2 separate regions of the Takifugu rubripes genome follow, and region 2 is linked to region 1. A link is a contact called in public Hi-C data. All regions are on one chromosome and are shown on one strand. Each heading gives the region's core, a stretch centred on a gene start, on an enhancer-like site or on the middle of the called end of the contact. The rest is flanking DNA. Distances are from core to core; before and after follow the strand shown. Region 1 holds the start of irx3a (iroquois homeobox 3a). Region 2 holds the start of irx5a (iroquois homeobox 5a).

Evidence for each region. A called contact is a pair of places that touch in the nucleus more often than the background predicts.
Region 2: a contact with region 1 is called in a Hi-C map of an unstated tissue, with 9 times the contacts expected there. The contact joins the promoter of irx5a here to the promoter of irx3a in region 1. A contact is called at or near these places in 2 of 2 Hi-C or Micro-C datasets (muscle and an unstated tissue).

The regions. Positions count from the first base shown.
Region 1 is chr13:8,748,082-8,751,770 of fTakRub1.2, forward strand. It overlaps irx3a (iroquois homeobox 3a), which reads right to left and starts at 1,711. Exons shown (of 2, transcript XM_003969553.3): 1 at 1,207-1,711; 2 at 1-742. The coding sequence starts at 1,425.
Region 2 is chr13:8,916,447-8,920,135 of fTakRub1.2, forward strand. irx5a (iroquois homeobox 5a) reads left to right here and starts at 2,113. Exons shown (of 3, transcript XM_003969530.3): 1 at 2,113-2,827; 2 at 3,579-3,689. The coding sequence starts at 2,585. LOC115252077 (a long non-coding RNA gene) reads right to left here and starts at 1,956. Exons shown (of 3, transcript XR_003890514.1): 1 at 322-1,956.

The sequences.
Region 1 (3,689 bases), core at 461-2,960:
TCTTTGGCTTCTGGGCCGGGGCAGCGTTATTTTCTGAGGGAGGCGAGCCAGCGGACACCGGGTTGAGTTTGAGCTGTTCTCCGTTCGGTTGGGGAGGTTTGGTGTCCAAAGAAGCGTGATGATGATGGTGGTGGTGGTGGCTGTGGAAGTGCTCCGCTCCTCTTTCCACGTCTTTGCCCTCTTTCCCCACCGCTTTTAGAAACCTCTGGTCGGGCCCTTGTAAATCCTCATAGCCGTCAGAAATCTCAGAGTCACTCCTGCCGTCTAGTTTAATGTCTGAATGCAGGTCGTCCTGGTCGTCCAAGTCGTCCTTGCTCTCAATATTTTCCGTGTCGATGTTCTCCAAGTCGATCTCCTCCTCGTCCTCCCTCTTGTCCCCCTCCTCCCCCTCGTGATCACTCGAGTAAACATTTCCCTCTTCGTCGGTGCGGTTCCGGGGGGTCCAGGTCATCTTGTTCTCCTTCTTTAACCTCCTGCGGGCGTTGGCGAACCAGGTGGACACCTGGGTGAGGGTCATCTTGGTGATAATGGCCAGCATAATCTTCTCGCCCTTGGTTGGATACGGGTTCTTGCGGTGCTCACTGAGCCAGGCCTTCAAAGTGCTGGTGCTCTCCCTGGTGGCATTTTTGGGTCTGGACGGGTCACCAAATTGATACTGGCCATATGGGTAAAAAGCAGGGTGATGATGGGCAAATCCTGGGTGCTGGACACCAGGACTGTCTTTCAGTTCATACTGAGCACCCTGAAAATACAGATAGGGCGAGAGAGAGTTTAGACTAAAATATAAATAGACAACGTTATAATTAAAACGCTTAATAGTTTAATAACAGCACCTAAAGACAGGAAGTAATAAAAAATAAAATGCAAATTAACAAACCATGTCATGATGCATTTCGTCACAGGTAACATTAAACAGGTTTAGAAAAAGACACTTGAAATCGAAATATTTCACTTTCACACCAGCAGAGTAAAAACATCCGCGTTATTGTTTATCTTGAGTTTCGGAAGCGAAAATTATATGTTAACAATAAACCCAAACATTTCGTTAATATGTTTCACTTTAACCACTTTAAACCTTTTGGGCTTTTAAAGGCAAAGTTCGCCGTGGCGCTGTAAAAGTTGAATTACCGACAGGCCCGTGGCTTCTATTTCTCAGACTACAATTCAAAAGTTCGGAGTTGTTTTAAAAGGAGGAGAGTGACTCACCAGTTGATTGAAAATGGATATATCGTTAGAATAAGGGAGGAACGCTCCGTAGCCCTGCGCTGCTGCTGCGAAGGGGGATCCATACATCGTGGAGAGGACGTTGGAGAGCGCGCCGGAGGGACTGAGCTCTGTCCCGGACCGAGCATTACCGGCGATCCCCTGGCGCTCCGGCGGGTATATCGGTCGGATGTACTGATATCCCAGCTGGGGGAAAGACATGGCGGTAGGAAAAATGGGAGAAAAAGTCTGCCGCGATCACACAAAGCAAGGGAATTGCTTGGAAATCCACTTTTAAAGTGTGAGCATGTGAGCGACAAAAGGTGCAGGCAGGCGGACTGGGTATGTCCCCGGGAAGAGCCACTGTAAACGATCCGGGCGCGCCACTTATTTCTCCCTCTTCTTCGTCTATTTCCACCCTCACTTCCCTATTGATCTGGATGGACTAAGGTCAGGTCCTTACAGATTGCTTTAGATTATTGGGACTCCCTAGCTCAGATTGACATTTCTAGTCGTTTAGAAGCCCCTCCTATTCCTCAAATCTCTCCCCCTACACACACCAAACAGCCTCTCTCTCTCCCTCTCTCCCTCCCTCCCTCTCTCTCTCTCTCTGACGTCGCGGGCTGTTATTTGAATGGAGTTTCAAATCTCATTTTATGGCTTGCCAATCTATTTCATTCGTTATTTGTTCGCATCCAAACTTACTCTTTTCCGGCGTTTTCTTCTTTTTCGCTTTCGTGCGCACTTCTGGCCGTTTGCTCAGCAGTAAGCATTTCGGTGTCAGTGACTGATTAACTTTGTTTGATTTGGCTGCACTTTCCTCTTAAACATCAACAGAAGAAACTTTTCCTTCTTCCTAAAAAAAAAAGATCCACCTATAAAGACCGCAAATGAGATCAAAAGAATAAAACCGGGCGAGGAAATCTGAATTTTGAAGACGCTGAAAGTCACTTTTCTCTCTCATGATCTGGAAGTTTTCGCACGGTGCACAGAATGGATGTTTTACAATCATAAAAACAAACCTTTACAAAAACAATCTTTTTGGCCGTCGTAATAATACACACGCACCACAAACCAACAAAATAAATAAAAACCTGTGCAGGACGGCGCCTACAGCTTTACTTTAGACGCGGGTGTAAAACTGCACTCTTCACCCGGTTTAAGGTGTTGGGGGCAACGGGTGGAAGGAAAATCGGACTCCTCTCATTATTTAATTTGAAACATCAAACGGATTCACGTATTACTGCTTGACACCAGAGAAGCGGCCGATGATTGGCGCATAAGGCCGTTAATGAAGCGCAAGTCAGCAGCGGTGATAGGATGAGAGAAGAACACTTGAGTGGATTGGGGTTAAGTAAAATGTTTATTCCGTCCCCCCCAAAAAACCCCGACAATACAAGACTAAAAAACAACACTAATAATAATAATAATAATAATAATAATAATAATAATAATAATAATAATAATAATAATAACAATAATAATAATAATAGGGCTTTTGGAATTGTGACAAACAAAACGATCATCTTTTTTCGCAAATCCATTTTATAATTTAGACTCAGCCTGATTCTTGCTGTAAATAATGCGGCTTAAGAATAAAACAAGGCAGACCGAATTAAAATTCCACGAATCAATACATCAAAGTATGGAGGGGACAGCTATAATCGCATTCCAACCCCATTTTTCTACCAGCATCTGTTTTGTTAATCGTTTGCAAAACAGCTCCAGAGGTTGAATTATGATTTGAATACGGTGGGAGTCTTAATGCGTTATTGACAGCTGGGGGAAGTCTAATCAATCCCTGTTTAGTTTTTGATAATGCGATCCGGGTTCCAAGAACTCTGAACTTGTATAAACCTTTAATCTTCTTTTAAAGCAGATAGTTATCATTGTCTGGGAGGGATAATAGCAGCTATAATTTCTTATACAGAGCTACCCATCAGGATACGCCTTGTTTCTGTAAAACGAATCTCTGCGTGTTTCGCGCCGTCATCCACTCCAACCCGGATTATGGGGTTATTAATTAGAGCGGCTGGCTGGTGCCATCCGACCGGAATTGTAATCTCGCTTCATGCGCGCGCACGCACGCACACACACACACACACACACACACACACACACACACACACACACACACACATACACACACACACACACACACACACACACACACACACACACACACACACACACACACGTACACAAACGTAGACGCTCGTTCACGAAATCGACGTGCAATATAAGGGGGTCCAGACAGTGAAGTGGAGGGTGGTTACAGATAAGTGGATGGTATTTGACATTTAGATCTAATAAGACAGAGAGAGAGAGAGAGAGAGGGGGGGAGAGCGAGAGAGAAGGGAGAAAGAGGAGGGGAGAGAGAGAGAGAGAGAGAGAGAGGGGGCGGGATAGTCAGACGAAAGTCGGACTCTGGCGGTGCGTCTGCCTGCTGCGTCCGCTAAACACCGCTCCAAATCCGAATGGACACG
Region 2 (3,689 bases), core at 863-3,362, 170 kb after region 1:
ACCTGTCCGCCTCTCGACGTTAACTGACTGTTTAACTCACCCATTCACGCAATTAGTCCGCCTCAACGCATAATGTTGTGTAATAATATCCTGTATATCCAATTTAGATTACACTTGCTCCCTCAGGCATTTCAAGTGGCGTGCATCATCTTTCATTCCCTTCTTCCATGCCGCGTAAAACCGTTTAGTATGCGTAAAGCGCGAGTTATATATTCTCAGGAAATACCAAAAATGAATGGTATATTCACACGGGTCACAGCGCGGTACTTTTACGCAATAAAAACACATTTTGAAAGCGCTGTTTAACAAAACTATACTCACCTACACATCCTCCTTTATCAATGCAGAGAAATGGGAGCAGTTGCCATTATCTACTCCTATTATAGGCTCCGTCGGCTCACTGAACGTCCTCCAACCCCGCAGAACAAGCCGGTTAAAAGCGCTAAAAGCGTTAAAGCGCACGCGAAGCGCGTCTTTCATCGAGCAAATACAGTATTTAAAATAAGCAATTCCACAAATGATTCTATTCCTAAAAGGCAGGACAGATGGTGGAGTGTGGTGACAGGCTTTCTTTTTTTGATTTGATGATTTTATGATGTGTCAGTCTGATAAATGACGCTCTGTAATGGTTTTGATCGCGTCTTTAACTTGACAACTTTCAGTACCCGCGGATCCAGGTAGTTGTCCTCGTCCGGCGAAAAGTTCCGGCAATTGGCTGGTTTGTCTGCTCAACAGGAGACTCTGCAACCAGTTCTCATCGTATCACTGACATCTGATTTGGTGAAACAGTGGGGTCGCTTTGTGTATTCATCATTATTTCTTTAATTTCCCTCTTTCTCTCTCTCTCCTTTTTGGAAGTGTGCGCCTATGCTCTCACTCCACCAGCGTCATCTCTCTTCTCTCGAGAGATTTTCAGAACGTGTTAAAAAAAAGAAAAGAAAACACGTGACAGCGTGTGCACACACTCTTTAGCAGCGCCTACAGCGATCCCTTTCGGTTTATCTGAGACTTGAACTGCAAAGTCAATCAGCAGAAGAAGAAGATTGGCTGTAAATGATCTCATTTTCAAATTTGTAAAACAAGAGAATAATTTGAAAACGCATAAAACGATACTCTTGTTTATAGTGTAGTTTAATGCTGTGGAAATATTACAAAATTAAACAGGCCTGACGCACACGCAAACCCTCGTATTTATAATATATATGTATATAATTTGAGAGATATCTGAAGCCATTTGAATATAAAATTGGGTCGATAACAGAAGCATATTAAATAAATCTGCCCATATATTTCAGCACTGAAACGTATCTGCGGTGATCAAATGAGATTATATCCACTGGTCCAGGCGGATTTGGTGTAGTTGGCACTAATCTGCTCTGGCTTGAGGGTTTATGACTTCATGAGAGTAAGTATCTGACTGGTTTATTCTAGGATCTGTTGCAAAAACTATTTACCGCCGCCTGCAGTAAATCCTTCAAACACAAGTGAGACGCAGAAAAAACATATTGTCACGATTTGAGCAAATATTTCTCACAAAGTTATTAGACACACACACAAAAACTACACATTACTAAGAATTGTGCCACTTTATTGTCTTACTTTTAATTGTCATATCTTACCAAAACAATATTCGTCTGGCGTTAGAATGTCGACGTGAACAATTGGATAATCCATTGCAAACTCCCTTTGCGGATTTTAACTGACGGCGCACGAAGATCACCATTCTTTTGATTTAAAACGCGTATTTAAAAAGAGCTTTTTTACGCGCAGAGAAGCAGTAAAAGGAGAGCAGAGTGGCGTGGCTGTTTCCTGCTGGTATCTCAGCCAATATCCAGGGATATCAGCCGATTAGTTATTGATCAAGTGTGAAAGTGACGGCTTTGAATTAAAAGAGAGGAGGAAAAAAGACTTGTGAGTTGACAGACTCGCGTGATGTCGCCATCCAAAGGGGGGCTCCTAGACGCACTTGAGACTTAAGAGCAACGAGCCTTGTTAAAGGGGAAAAAGAGAAAAGGAGAAAGAGAGGGATTGTTAGTTAACGCGAGAGAGGGATTGGGTAAAGAGGGAGAGGGGGAGGGAGTGAGAGAGAGAGAGAGAGTTACCCAGCATAAGCTTGCCTTCTCCTTCTGACTACACCCCGAGAGGAGGAGCGTCATAGGCGTCGGGATCTTCAATTTTTCAACTTAGCATCTTGGCAGGACATTTTCCCAAGCAAAGCCCCCGTCCGACGGTTAAAAAAAACTTCTACGCGGCTATGTGAGCGGCGGTGCAACTCAGATAAGGGAGCAGCAAAAACGAAAACAAATAACAAACAAGCCAGAGCCAGACAGAAATTTCCGACGGACAGTGACTGACTGACGGCGACCGAAATATTCTGCAAAGTATCTAAAGCTTTCTTGATCTGACCACTTTGATTTTTTTTTCTTTCTTTTTTTTTTTTTTTTTTTTTTTGCTCAGACTGTCATTTAGGGGGGAGAACAGGCAGCGGCTCTGCGCACACGGCTCTATGCGCGCCGACAGCAGCGCTTGAAAAATAGAGGGGAAAGTGCGCAAGTTAAGTGGCTTTTACTCTCCGGGCTCCAGCATGGCGTATCCTCAGGGCTACTTGTACCAGCCGTCCGCTTCTCTCGCCCTGTATTCGTGTCCAGCGTATAGCACCAGCGTCATATCAGGACCCAGGACCGAGGAACTTGGCCGATCCTCTTCGGGATCTGCTTTTGCGCCCTATGCTGGATCTACTGCGTTCACCAGCGCCTCGCCAGGCTACAACTCCCATTTACCCTACAGTGCAGACGCAGCGGCAGCTGCCACATTCACCTCGTATGTGGTGAGTAAACTAAAGGTGATTACTGCAAAATAATATTTTGTAGAACCTGTGAATACGTTGTTGACTGAGCCCTAGAGTGTCAGTTGCGCGTTCAGAAACAGTCAATTTGTAGGTAGGATTTCGGTCCCCAGCAGTGCGTGGGTATTAGGTAATATTCCACAATGCCAGGTCGGTTGGCAAATAAAGTGTTGTGCTATCGGAGTAAAGTGGGGATTGTTAAAAGAAGACAATTTTCCATCGAAAGGCACTTACCGAAAAGCGCTGTAAGGTGTCATTCAAAAGCTTTTTCCCATTTGATGCTCCAGGTGTAAAAAGTTAAAGTACTACACTTTGGACTGAAGGTGCGTGGAATGCTCTCAGGGAATAGAATAAAAACAACAGGCCTGTTTACAAAGACTGATCGCAGAACAGGCGGCGACAGAACGTCAGGCCCCTTTTCTATTATGTCACTTTTTTCATTGAAAAATTCTTTAGTTCAATCTAATTGCAAGCGGAACAGCTGTGCGTGCTGCTGCCACGCAAATCATTTTTGGCGACATGTATAACATTTCAAACACCCAATTGGAAGATATATTAAATATATATATATATATTATTAAAAATATTTAAAACCGAAATGAACCTGTGTATCTATCCCTGCGTGTGCTTGGATGAATGTGTGCACAGTTGTTCATGTCCTAACGATTTTATTAGATGACTGAGAGAAAACTTTGGCATATTTTGATCAGTTATGCTTGGTTTTTATTCCCAGAGTTCCCCTTATGATCACACGAGCGGTATGGCCGGGTCAATAGGATATCACCCTTACGCGACACCTCTGGGCACCTACCCTTACGGTGACCCAGCATACCGTAAAAACGCA